Linked DNA regions of Arachis hypogaea: region 2 is linked to region 1. The links are chromatin contacts, called in public Hi-C maps. All regions are on one chromosome and are shown on one strand. The core of a region is the stretch at or near the end of the contact, and the rest is flanking DNA. Distances in the headings are between cores, read along the strand shown.

Region 1 (7,024 bases), core at 1,204-3,703:
ACATTGTACGTGGCCTTGAATTTCTCTAATTGTAGCATCTGTTTTAGTTCTGGCGTGGCACGTGAAAAATCTCACATCCCATGCAAAAATGTAGTCGTGCATATGCATGCATCATGCGTACGCATGATTGCTCAAATTCTTCTTGTTGTGCGTACGCACGGGTCATGCATATGCACGATGGTCACGTCTTACGTGAAAGCCTTCACGTCCCACGCCTAGTCTTTTACGCACCACGTTGGAATGGGGTCTTGCGTACGCATGAATGTGCAAATTTCACCACTTGTCCGTACACATGGTGCATGCGTACGCACGGCTCCCTTTTTGGCGTTGTACGCCAACGCTCTCACGTCTCACGTGAAGTGCCTTAGTTCCCCTAGGAGTGTGTCTTTAATTGGCGTGGAACGCTGCTTTCTCCACGTTGCACGTGAAGCTCTCTGTTCAGTCCAGAGAAGTTTCTGTTTGCTTCTCCATTTCTGTTCTTTGTTATTCCTGGCTTTTTTCTTCTTTAATCTTCATCAATTCTCTTCTAAATTCTCCTGTAATCAATAAATGCATACTAATTTAAAGTATTGCTCAATTAATCATGAAATCAATGCTTATCTTGCAATAACTCTTAGTTTATTGAATGGAATTCTAAGAGAAAAATACTAGAAATGTGCACGCATCAACACTGACACCCCTTAGGTATATTCAAGTCCCAATCTACTAAAAATCTGCTTAAAACCCTTGCTAACTTAAGCATTGGAGTCTCTTGCAGGTACCATCCCCCACTTTCTCATGAGGAACTGGACGGCGACATCTCAGCACCAGCACAAGTCGGACACTACCTCAAAAAGAGTTTGGCCCTCACGTTCAGACCCAAATCACCATTTCAAGTAACCCTCGGAACACATTCTAAAAAAAATTATTTTTACATAACTAATATATATTTTTTGTGTTTTACATTCTAATATTAACATTCATACATTATCTTAATATTAATATTACTAATTAAATTGTCTTAACATTAACACTTAAAATGATAAGAATATTAATAACTTAAAGAAAAAATAACACTAACAATAAAATAAATATATAATCATATTTTCGCTTATCGTGACTCTAATTTTGATCTCATTTTACTACCATTACTACTACTATAAACCACTACCACTACTCTGTCTTAAGTGTTTTATTACTGTTCTATCTTTCGTATTTTCGGAGACCACGACAAGGAGAAGGAAGGAATTTTATAGAGGGTGACCAGGTGGTGGACAACTACATTCCATGCATGGAGAACGCGTGACACCCTCTTTCTTTCTCGCTGTCTACGAGAGACACAGCTGCAGGAGAGCAGCGTTGAAGCCAGGCCTTGGACGTGTCGCCACCCCAGCATCTCGCCATGGCCGAGAAAGAGCTATCAGCATCTCACCATCGCCAAGAAAGAACAGTCAGCATTTTGCCATGTCCGAGAAGCCTTCGACACCACCAATGAGTCCAATGTCTGGCCCAAGCAACTATACATAACCAAACTGAAAGCAATATATAAAATAATTTTTGTATATATATTAGCCATTAGACAGATATTTTCATGAAATAAGTTATAGCAGTTGACCGGTTGAACAGAATAAAAACAAGCACCACTTTCAAAAAATGCCGTTTTCTAATTTTTCTGTTGGATTCTAAAGCAGCAACCGTTTTTTTCCCGGGAAAGAAGCTAACATTGACAAGTGGACACTAAACTAACAACCAGAGGAACGAGAAGCATAACCTCTCCCTCTTCATAACGTCACCATCTCCCGCCCCGTGCCAGGTCATCGCAACAAACCCTATTTGCCATCAGTTCTAGTTAGTAGTTACACTTAATAACTTCACTCTAGCTTAGACTACAGTTGGAAAATAAGTAAATAACAATAAAAAGAATAAAAAAGAATCTAGAAAAGTAGCTTGTATATAAAGTGGGAAAACGTGCATTGATTAAACCCACGAGAGTTGAGCCATTATTTTAAGCTTACTTGAGTCTCAGAAATTAGAGGTTTCATCCATTTGTTTTTCTCATTCGTGAGGACAAAGAAAGTGAAAGAAAATCAGAGAAACTCATCATGGGAGATTGGGATTTCTGAGTGCACTTCAAGATAGAATAAACTCTAAGAAGCATCGCCATTTCATTGTAATTGGTTATCGTGTATCACCTCGAATACACCACAGAGATCATCGAAGTAGAAGAAGGTCAACAACAACACAAGCTTCCTCCATAAAAGGTTTTGCATCTCTTATCTCTTTCTCTTCCTTTGATCATTTTTTTCTCTTTTTCCTTTTGTTTTTGTTTGAACTCCTTTTTCTTAATTTCTTATTCCTTAAGTGTTACTTTTGCAACAAGATTCTGTAATATATAATTATATATCGCTCCGCATCAACTGCATTTGTTATATTTGTAGAGCTTTCTTGTTAAGAAAATCAAGTCAAACTTCGTTATGGCTTCTTGCGCAGGCACAAGATTTGGAAACACAACAAAAATGTCATTGAGAATCATCTTTCAGATCCTTTTCTACTTGCATTTGCTCCTAACAGCAGCCACAGTGATCTTCATCACTGTTTATGGCCTGACCTCGGAATCTGGCGGCCAGCATTTCCACCCTATGAAGTGGTACCCTCCAGTTCTAGCTTCGACGGCATGTGGCGGAATAATCGGTTTCATGTGGCAATGGATCACTTTCAGCTACCCAAGAAACGCACTCAAGGCAGCATTTTGGCTAGGTCCCCTGCTAACATGTTTAATGGCTGGGATGTTTGTGTACATGGGCACAGCAACTAGTCTTATAGTGGGATTAGTTTCCTTCTGTTCTGCATTAGCTCAATCCCTCTATGGTTGTTGGGCCAGACCCAGATTCGAATATGCGACGAATATCTTGTCAGTTTCAACAGCTTTTCCACCTGCTAAAACCAGAGTGTTGGTACTCGCGACAATTGTAATTGGAACCCTTTATTGCTGTTTTCTTGTATCCGGGATCGGTGGAGCTACAGCCCTTCAAGACAAATTCAAATTGGCTTTCATTTTCATCTTGGTGATTATGCTGAGCCTGGGATGGACCATGCAGTTTCTCAAGAATGTAATACAACTCACCATTTCAAGGGTCACATATCTGCAGATACTTGGAAATCCCATGGATACTTATGAGGCGCTTCGTGACAGTATCAATCGTTCTGTTGGATGTATCGCCATTGGCTCAATCCTTCTCCCAGTCTTCACTCTCTTCCGCGGTTTTGGACGCTCGATGAGTCTACTTGGAGGAGAAGATGAGATCCTGTTTTGCTGTGTTAGTTCTTATATGGGGATGGTAAACGTTCTTCCGAAGTTTGGGAACCGATGGAGTTTTGTACATATTGGAGTCTATAACAAAGAGTTTGTGGACGCATCTGGTGATATTTGGGAAATATTCACTAGAGCTAGAATGTTGCCACTCATAGACTCGGATCTAACCGGAGCATTATGTTTCCTTAGCGGAGTAGCTGTAGGTGCATTTTGTTCTATGGTGTGTGGAATTTGGATCCTTGTGATGCATCAGAGCTATGCCCTGGAAGTATCCATTTATGCTTTCTTGATTGGCTATTTCATGGTAAGGACTACGAACTAGGTTACATCTTACACTCACTACTTTCAGACTCTTATTACTCTTTTCATGGATACTGACTATGGTACTGATGTCTTGATGCAGTGTCGATTGGCAATGGGGTGGCTACAGGCATGTGTTGCGGCATACTATGTTGCCTACGGAGAGAATCCGGAGAACGATCAATTCGACTCAACAATTCCAGCACGCTTGGAGCAGATTCAAAGATCTCAAGCTCTGCAACTATTCTGAATTAACAATTTTTTTCAGCTGAACATATATACTGAAGGAGAGTAAACCAACATAGCTGCAATATCTCCAAGATAAAATGATACTGACCACACACTTGTAAGAACAATTTTTTTTTTTGGTATTGTACATAAAGATTTCTGATGCAGTCATCAATCGTGATTTGTGACAGATATTTCTAATGTGGTTCATGATTTTGTGTGAATATATTCCATAGAATAAACAGACAGATGCATGTCAGTATTGAAGTAATAAAGAATTGACACCAGTCATACTAATTTTTAGTAAATAACTTTGATGAAATACACCATAAACTTATTCTACATATTGATCATTAATTCATACGATATTCTTCTCAGAAATAAATCAACTATATAACTTTCTACATATGATATAATCATCTGTGCAACAAATGAAAGCTTTAGTCCTCATAGCTGAGAATAAATATTATAGCCAGAGCCTTTAGATCGTTGTCGGGAAGCGAATCATGAAAAGAATTTAAGTAGATGCCTTAGTTCCCAGTCACAACAAATAATTGATTTGTGAAAAAGAATAATGATGACTCACAAGCTATACCAAGCAAATATGTATACGGTGCTACAACGAAATACAAGGTATCAAGCTCACATCATTTTGGTCCCAGATGACCCCGTCCCCCGCATTCCGTACACATCATATTACCTGTTCCTCCACAACCTATATGGTGAAAGTTATCAAAGTGAAAAAGGGTTTGCAACAAAGATTCTCAACAGACAATTCGATATTAATAATTAATAAGCACACAAGTGTTTCAACATAGAAATAAGTGGAATGTCGCATCAAGTTCATCAACTCATATATGAAGCTTATTTTAATTAATGTCATAACCTCTCTATCTATCAAAAAGTTTTAAAACCTTTTAAATATGGATTCGTTCAAACCTCTTAGATGCCCAAGTCACAACTCGTCAACCCCAAATGGTTCATCTAACAATCAACAAAGTGTAGAAGTTTCAACTATAAACTGAAATTAGCCATCCATAAGATCAAGTAGATCCATCAAGAAAATGCTTTTATTTATCTTAATAAGAAAACTACAAGATGCAGCAACGGTTGAACACGAGGTGTATGGAAAAGAAATTCGGCAGCATATGAGATATCTATGTTTGCACCAGAACATACCTAAGCAACGAACTTTGACAATTATGCCCTGGCTTTCCAATATGGAGTCAACATATAGGCCAGAACCAGCACAAGTGATGCAAAGCACAGCACCTTTAGCTTCGCAATCAGTGCATCGGGGATTGTTACCGATATCTTTCTCAGTCAAAGATAGTCCAACAGGCTTCTCAATTATTTCTTCTGGGATGGCCTTATCATAGCAAAAGAGAGATTCAAGATTACTCTTGCGTCTGTTCTCATCTGCCTTCAAACTTGACACAGACTGAAACAATAGGAAATAGTTATCTATGAGGTACATTAAGTGCAAACCAAACTTCTGTATGCAGGTACTCTGGAACACATTCTCAAATGTGAATGAAAATCCGAGAAAGGAACATAATCCCACATTGTAATACTTCATCAGAAAAGTTATGTAGCTTTTACAAGGTATTCTCCCTTCCTAGGCTTTACTACTGATGTGTAAAAAAATAGCAGGTACAGAAAAATGAAATTTTGCAATCAAGATTTATTTACTACCATGTAGTTCTCAGGTTCTAATAGCTCAAATATGGTTTAGGCAAACTGTGATTGGATTTCAGAAATAGAACCGTCGTTTTTCTGATCATAAGTCATTGAAGTGACCCCATCCCCCCCCCCCCCTTTTTTTTTCTCTTTTCTTTCTCTAATTTATTATTCGTAAATGGCAATCCTACGAGACTTTTCCAATAGGTATAGTTGATCGAATGACTTATCGAATATGAAAAATAAGCAAAAACCAAAAGAAAAAAAAAGGTTTCCATTATAACAAGAAGAATAAATCTTGTCCCATTAGATCAATCTCCATCTAACCTAAGCTTCTCTACCAGCCTTCTTAATCACTACCCAAAGACTATAACAATGACAAGGAATTCAGCGAAATTCGTTCTACCCTAAATACTAAATACACCCTTAATAAATAAATACATAAACAGACGTATTACAACAATCAAGCAACTCTTATTTAATCGTTGCAATAGCTCATAGAAATTTCCAGCCCAATCCTATAGTAATTAAGTAAAGTCCATAGGGATCATTTTCACAATAAAATTCTCAATTCTGGTTGAGTACTTGTTGTTTGGTATTCCCCTAATTTTTATTACAGTTTTCTACGAGTGGCTATATTTTCGCTAGCAAATCCAACACTTCAATAACTATAATTTTCATTACAATTCTCGTAATAGAAAATATATATGATCCAAAATAAACGCAAAGAATCGAACAAGAACCTAATTGACTGGTGACTAACCATGTTGGAGGCGCAGCTAGAAATGGAGCCATTGCGGGAAACGGCGTGAGTTGTTATGTTATTCGTCAAGCTTGAAATGGAACCATTGGACCGAAAATTGATCAGCGTTCTCTTCGTAGGAATCGAAACCTTCACCACCGAAGCGTTCGGTAAAGAGACCAATCTCGACGACGTCGTTTGCAGTGTTCCTGAAGCCATAAGCACACACACAGAGAGAAAGAGAAACGCCTAACTTTTTCTTCACACAACTGTGTTACAATATAACACTTCCTTCCTCGGAGAAATCGTGCGTTTTCGTTCGCTTCCGCTTTTCGTTCCTCGTAGTTCACGAAGCAGACCCGGATGGGGAAGTGGATCTACCATCCTCCCCGAATTATATGTCCGAAGTTCGGATTCAGTTTATGGTCCTCGACAAAGCCCAGTATTAATTTCAAAATTATATTGGGCTTAAGACCCATTTTTGTTCGAAGCGCCTCCAAAAAATATGGGTTCCATTTTCCAATTGAAGCTTGAAGATTTTCAACTACACCTGACCCAAGAAAAAAAAAATTTTTCAACTACACAATTTGGAATTGAACTTTTTGCTTCAAGGTATAGTTCTAGGGCCTTCGCCTCCGGGAATTTGGCCGCCGGAAATTTGTGATTTCAGAAAACGTAGGAGATGATTGACTGATCTTGGAGCTAGTAATGATTTCAACGCATACGCATGCTTAATTTTGTTGGAAATGGCAAGACCAAAAAAAACATTTGGTGCAAATGCC
Region 2 (7,024 bases), core at 1,557-4,056, 140 kb after region 1:
AAACCACTTGGATCATGGCTAGACTTTATGCTACTATGTTTACGCTTTAAAGTTTTCTTCCACCTATTAAGGATGTACTTGTCTAATAATTTTTTCACTTTTTCAATACCAAGGACAAAAAGGCTATGGCAGCATAACATTCCCTTTTACTAAAAAAGATGACATTGACAACAAATATCTGAAGTTGATGAATTAAACAATATCTCATACATAGAATCAAACATCTTATCATCGTACTCAATCTTTTCTATAACCTTGTAAGTGACAATATATTCTTCTTCGTACTTTTTTGTTGTAATGCAATTAGCCTTTGTCCTAAATTCCTTTTGAAATCCACTAAACATTCAATGAATATATTCCTTTTAAAATTATTTCTCAACAGGAGAGATAGTAGCACAAGAAATAATGGTATCGAAAGTAACAACATCCAATTCATATTTTTTTGGGTTTTATTTGCAAAACAAGCGTCATATTGCATTACAAATTGTTACAAATTGCACTTTGAGGTTAGATAGTTCCTCATAAATGCATGCATGCTTTTACTCTTTTGAGTGCTACTCATGCTTGCCCAAAAATTATTGTCGGACCCACTTGTCACGTTCTTCATACAAACCTGAAAATATAAATTATGCATAATCAAACTTGTAAGGCATATTGACTAATAAAAGATAAATAATCAAACAGCAGATATAAGATAATCAAACTTATAAAATACCTGCTAATCAATTATTATCATACAAATTGAATCTATTGAAAAAATCAATCCAAAAGCTCTCAAATATCTCAATAGACCTAGACTCCCACACAATATGTCTTATCTCAACACTAATATCTTTAGATTGTTTGTATGCTCCTAATTTTTTTGGAATTTTCTTCAAGATATGCCAAATGCACCATCGATACATCGACAAGGATTTTTCAATCGCATTTCGCATAGCTTTGCATTGATATGTCAATATACCAATAAGCGGCTTGCCACCCATACATTACATCCAACAATCAAATAACTAAATAAAAAAGCTCTCTTCTTTGCATAAAAGAAGAGCACAATCAAGTAGTACTGATTGACCATGGTGGTTAATTCCAACAAATGAGGCAAAAGGCATATTATATCTATAATCAAAATTGAGAATCCAATTATAGTAGCAGCAAATGCATTTTATTTTACCTATCCCTATACATCAAACACCTACAAAAATAAGAGTGCATATAATTAACTTGAAATATATAATTGTAATGTTGTACCTATTTGTTTGGTACGTCGTATCAAATCTTACAACGTCACTAAAGTGCCCATAAGCAACAGGACTTCTAGTATCGACCCAAAAAACATGCTCTATGCTATGTTGCTCATCCAATTTAACTTCATAAAAGAAGTTACAATTTTATTGCTGCATCTTATAAAAATACTGCATTAATAATTGTACATTTTCCGTCCTCTTGTATGACTCTGACACTTTTTGCTATATGATTCTGAAGACTTTTTTAGTAAAAGTCAATTTGTCATGGCCACCAGCAGTAGTTGCTAAACTCTGATAGGTATTTTTCATTGTAACACCAGTTTCATCATTGATCTCAGCTATCCATTTGGAATGCAAGCTTAGTTTCGTATTCTTTTTCAAAGTCTTTGCCATGACAGGACTAACAACATGGTTATGCTGCATATTCACAGAGGTTAACACATATTTTAACTTCTTATCCCTTTTCTCAATTATCCTAACTTTATAATTTTGCTCGAAAGTTGAATTTGCCTTTTTTAGTGGATCAATTTCTGATCTTCGATAACCAGCTTTAGAACATACCAAAATTTAGTATGTAATCTGTCTATTTTGATCCCACTTAGTAGTTCTTAGATTCTATGAAAAGCCAACTCTCTTTGTATAATTGGTATAAAAAGTTTCATAATCTTCTATATAGGAGAATAACGTTCCTATCCTTGAAACAACCTAAAACATAGATAATCAAACACTTAAAAACAAGTTGAAAGGTGTTTGATTACTGACAACAGTTTAGGATGAAAAATCAAAATCCTCATAATTAACAAATAAAAAACACTTAAAATCAAATCAAGAATAAAAAAATTAACAATATATGAATTAAACACAGCACAAATCTCATTCGAGTTTGTGGAATCCATTGAATTCTGACTTTACTTCAATAAACAGCAACTTTTCTAATCTGGCCAATAAAAATAGAATTAAAATTCTAAGATAAAAAAAACCAAAATAAATCCACGTAATGCATTCAAACTCGCTGAGAAGAGAAAAGTTAACAGCGCTAAGAAGAGTAGAGTAAAGCGCTGCGTGAAAAAGAGAAGAAAGTGAAGAATGAGGAGCAATGTGGCAATCGAAGAATAAAGTGAAGCGCTTTGTGGAAAAGAGAAGAAAATAAGAAATAAGGTGCAGTGGTGCGATCGAAAAGGGGGAGAGTGAACCGCTGCACCGAGAAGAAAAGAAATCATGCGATCGAAGAAGAGGAGAGAAGTGGCGCGACGAAGAAACTGGGTGAGTTCTATTTTCCAGACGAGTCATGTTATTTACCGTATTCGTATCCGTATGCACTATTTTATTATATTTCTATACGGTAGATGGAATTGGTAGTTAAAATTAGTGTCCAAATAACATTTTTTATCTCACATAGTCACGGTATAAGGCTGATTTGACGGGTTTTTTTTTTTTTGGTCAAGGTCGTGGTTATGTTTTGGGGTAATGATCCGGAATTGAGTTGGATAATCACTCTAACATTTACACACGCATTTTCTTAACACTGTACCGGCCCAAATAAGGCCCATTCCCAGAAGAACGGTGAGTATGGACTCGGAATATACGTAAAAACCCACATCGTAGCGTGCGTCCTCAGTACCAAAAACAAAAAAAAAGAAGAAAAAACGGATAATGGTTGCTCGTCTTCCCTCTATTCTCTTCTCGCCCACACTCACCACTCACCCGCTCTTCTGAAACCAGAAGAAGAAGCTCCAACTTGCTAGCAAATTCGAAAAGTGTAAATCCTGCGAGGAAGAAAAAGAAGAGGCAGGAGGATGTTAGCATGCCCTAGCACTAACACCTTCCATGGTGGAGCCACGCTCCACCACCACCACCAACACCGCCGTTCTCAGCCTCCTTGCTTGTTCCTCCCTTTCCGACCTCACTTTGGCTTTGCTAAGGAAGGAAAATGCCGCTCCCGCTCTCTCTCCCTCCTGTTCTCCGGCAACAACAACCGTAACGGCTTTGCTGTCAGAGCTTCCACGGAACCGTCGGACGATAAGAACAGCGATGGCGCCACCCACATTGCGCCGCAACCGTACTCCGTGAAGATTCCTGTTGGCGATAGACATGTGAGTTTGGATATTATTATTAATTTACTGTTATCCTTATTCTTATTCTTATTTTTTTTTTGTTTCAATTTTTTTTGATAGTGTGTGAAGTTTGGTGTTATTATAGCCTGGTTAAGAATTTCATGAACTATTTATTATGATTGAAAGTGGCAAAATTTAAGAAGGATCGTGTTAGAGTGTAGTTGAGTTCTGCTATAGTGTCCCTACTAAGTTGGTATGTGGAGTAATACAGCAAAGAGAAGTTGGTTCATACAAACATAAATCTATGCTAATAGAATCATGCTGTAATTAAGCACTCTTAAGGATTTTTCTCATTTTCCACTCTTCTTGTGATCCTGAGAACCGAGAAGGAGGAGGCGCCTTAGGTTTGGCAATTGTTTTAGTGAATACATGATCCTTCTAGCGAAATTTTATCGCTGGTTTACTTGGAGGTTTGTTCACTATGGCATAGAGTGATCAAAGTAAATGTTTGTTTCGTCAGATTAATTGGGATGCAATTATAAAGGCTAATGTACTCATGCACGGTGCATGCCATTTGAATTCTCTTTTTGGTCTATGTCTAACCTTTGATTTGAGTGGAGAGTGACTCTTAAATTTGGTTGGGAGGATTTATGCATTGGTCTCATTCTTTGTTGAACATTTTTCAATGTTTTTGTTGGCTGGCTCTCTGCTTCATGTGATTTCCCTCCCTAATCCAATTCTCACCATATCTTGAATTCTTCAATCACTGCGCAACTACTGATTTGGTTAATATGCTTTATACATTCTTAAATATTTTAATCTTAGCTACTGAATTTTAAATTGTTTGTTTTGCTTTTGCATAGAGGAACTCTCTTATCCTCTATCTTGTATTATCCTTCTCATCTTAATGAAATTCTTCTTTTATCAAATGAAAAAAAAGAAAAGAAAGGGAAACAAAGGTCTTAAATTGTTATTTTTTTTAATTTTAAATATTTTGGTGGCAAAGTATTTTTTATTCTTTGACACTTTAAGCCTGTGGTATGAGATTCAGAGATTCCTTTTATTCTATCCTCCAAATTATAACTTTTCATAACTTTTTTATTTTACAATATTGTTGTATCTGTGTATTGTGGTTGTGGCAAAAGTATCTTTGTTGAGTTAAAGAGGTATACTCAGTACTAGTTTTCATTGACATGTTAAGTTCTACAGATTTTGGTTGAGACTGGTCATATAGGAAGACAAGCCAGTGCGTCAGTTACAGTTACAGATGGCGAGACAGTAAGTTCCATATTTTGGCAGTTACTTTCTTTGTCCATGATTGTGAACATTTTCATATGGATCAAAATTGTGTCTGCTCTTCTTTTGTAATAAAGAGTAGCTTTTCCACTGCAAGGTTTGTTGTTTTTTGAGGTTCCTCAACATTGTAAGTTTTTCCATTTTTCTTTTAAAAAATAGAGGTTAGATTCTGTAAGTTGATTTCGTGCTTGTGTTAGGAAAAGAAAACTACTATTTATGGAAAAAATAAATAATTTACTGGCATTTGTTGGTATGAAATATTTAGCCACAATTGGAACATTGAATATATTTATTTTGTTCTTCATTTTGAGATGGTGAGTATGGTAATTGTGAAAAATTGCTCATGATTGTGCCGTCAATATGTACCGAAATTCAAATGATAGATGAATGCCTGATGCCACTCATATACTGCAGCTGTTGCTTTCTTCGGTGTCTATTGTTAGCATTCTATTTATGGATGAAAAAACTTAAATTTTACCGTGCTTTAGGATAACACATGGTAAATTATGTGTGAGAAATTGCAATTTACTCTTTTGCTTTGTGTTTGTTTGTTTTTTTTATTTTTTTTTTGGCTGGGTTCTGCAGATTGTGTATACTTCTATATGTTTGGATGATGCTGCTAGTGAGCCATCTGATTTTTTTCCTCTTTCTGTGAATTATCAAGAGCGTTTTTCAGCAGCTGGTCGCACTAGGTATGTCAGAGATTTCCATTGTATTACTATTCGCTTGATTCCTTGCTGCTTCATGCATGTAATGGTTTTTTGGAGGTTAATTGTTTCAGTGGAGGGTTCTTCAAGCGAGAAGGAAAGGCAAAGGATCATGAGGTGCTACTTTACTGATCGTTAACTTTGTAGTTGCCAATTATTAATCTCGGTTTTGGGTGCTTATTTATGATTGTGACACGTGACTTGTTTTGCCAATTTTGTTTCGGCCTTTGATCTTGATATTCACCCTTGCTTATGATAATCTCTCTGCCAAGTTTCAGACTTTCAGTCACTTGGCCAAAGCTTAAGTTTCTGTACAAAAGAAGATACCTTATTTAAATGTTCTGTCTGCAATTTTTTCCCCTTTTCTTTTAAATTATGTTACTTATTTTTAGATGATCACTTTTTGCTTTCAGGTTCTTACTTGTAGATTGATAGATAGGCCTCTTCGTCCTACAATGCCTAAGGGCTTCTACCATGAAACTCAAATACTGTCTTGGGTATGGGCCTTTCCCTTCATCAGCAATTATGTCTCCGTTTCAGTTCTTCTCCTAATTTTAGTTCATGACATGATAGTTCAATTTCATTGAATCGGATAATTAATTTAATCATGATTTAAATACAAATATTTTAGTTTTCAAACAAAAATATCTAAAGAGATGCAGAATTTAAAGGAACAACGTTAATACCTCATTTCTTTTAGAAGTAGATATAATATTATAATCGCAAGACATGATATTTTACAATAATTATACAATTTTTGTGACATTTGTTCATTGTAATTGGCTGTACCTTGTGAAAAAATGCTTTGCTGTCATTGATGTTCTATATTTGTAAAACGATACAGTATTTGTCTATCACCTTCCTTGGCTTTCCTTGTTTATGCTACTGAATATTATAAGTTGCAAATAATAAAAACTGTTTAGTTACTACTAATGCAATGGCTGGTGCTGTGAATACTACAAACCCTAGCCAGCACCCTGTTGGTTTACATTTTAACATGGTTTATTTTATTCCTCTGCTGTACTAATTTAAATGATTGAGGTATTGTACTTTGGTTAATGTGGATAAAGTGGCAGTCTGTATGTTCCTTACTTGTGGAAATTTTCACATGCTATTGTCTAATGCAATTTATGCTTCTAGGTTTTAAGCTATGACGGATTGCATTCCCCTGATTCCTTGGCGGTCACTGCCGCTGGTATAGCAGTGTAAGTTTAGTATTTTATTTGCTGCCAACCTAAGGCATCTAAGCCACATGCATGATGCTATGCTTGTCATTCTAAAATATTAAAGAAGAATGCCCTCACCCTTGACATTTGTTATCCCAAAATAGAAACGATAATTCATTAAAAAGTGGAAACAAGTCCAAGTGGAAGGAGGACAAGATGATAATATCTGATGAAGGATGTCAAAATGAAGCACATGTGCATGCCTGCATGGTGCTCTGTATAGAAACACATGTGCAGACACATATCTATTAGATTTGAGTTATTTTAGCAACATGCATGATACTGTCTGAAATATGCTTTTAAGCATTCATCATTAATCATAATAATTTAATTTCTGCAGTGCACTTTCAGAAGTTCCAGTATCAGAAGTAGTTGCTGGAGTTCGAGTTGGCCTTGTTGGTGATAAGTATATAGTAAATCCTACAACCGAGGAGATGGAAACGTCTGAGTTGGACCTTGTGCTGGCTGGAACAGATAGTGCAATATTGATGATTGAGGTA

What was found. Hi-C and Micro-C count contacts between places; a contact is called where the count stands out from the background.
Region 2: a contact with region 1 is called in a Hi-C map of leaf, with 2.6 times the contacts expected there. The contact joins the promoter of LOC112754756 here to the promoter of LOC112754751 in region 1. A contact is called at or near these places in 4 of 8 Hi-C or Micro-C datasets (all in leaf).

What each region holds. Positions count from the first base shown.
Region 1 is chr16:119,554,527-119,561,550 of arahy.Tifrunner.gnm2.J5K5, forward strand. LOC112754751 (protein PNS1) reads left to right here and starts at 2,454. Exons shown (of 2, transcript XM_025802502.3): 1 at 2,454-3,596; 2 at 3,696-3,842. The coding sequence starts at 2,454. The coding sequence ends at 3,842. LOC112754752 reads right to left here and starts at 6,695. Exons shown (of 3, transcript XM_025802504.2): 1 at 6,264-6,695; 2 at 5,000-5,261; 3 at 4,112-4,535. The coding sequence starts at 6,461. The coding sequence ends at 4,468.
Region 2 is chr16:119,697,301-119,704,324 of arahy.Tifrunner.gnm2.J5K5, forward strand. LOC112754756 (probable polyribonucleotide nucleotidyltransferase 1, chloroplastic) reads left to right here and starts at 2,807. Exons shown (of 25, transcript XM_025802512.3): 1 at 2,807-3,334; 2 at 4,505-4,573; 3 at 5,177-5,283; 4 at 5,373-5,415; 5 at 5,712-5,795; 6 at 6,439-6,503; 7 at 6,865-7,021. The coding sequence starts at 3,038.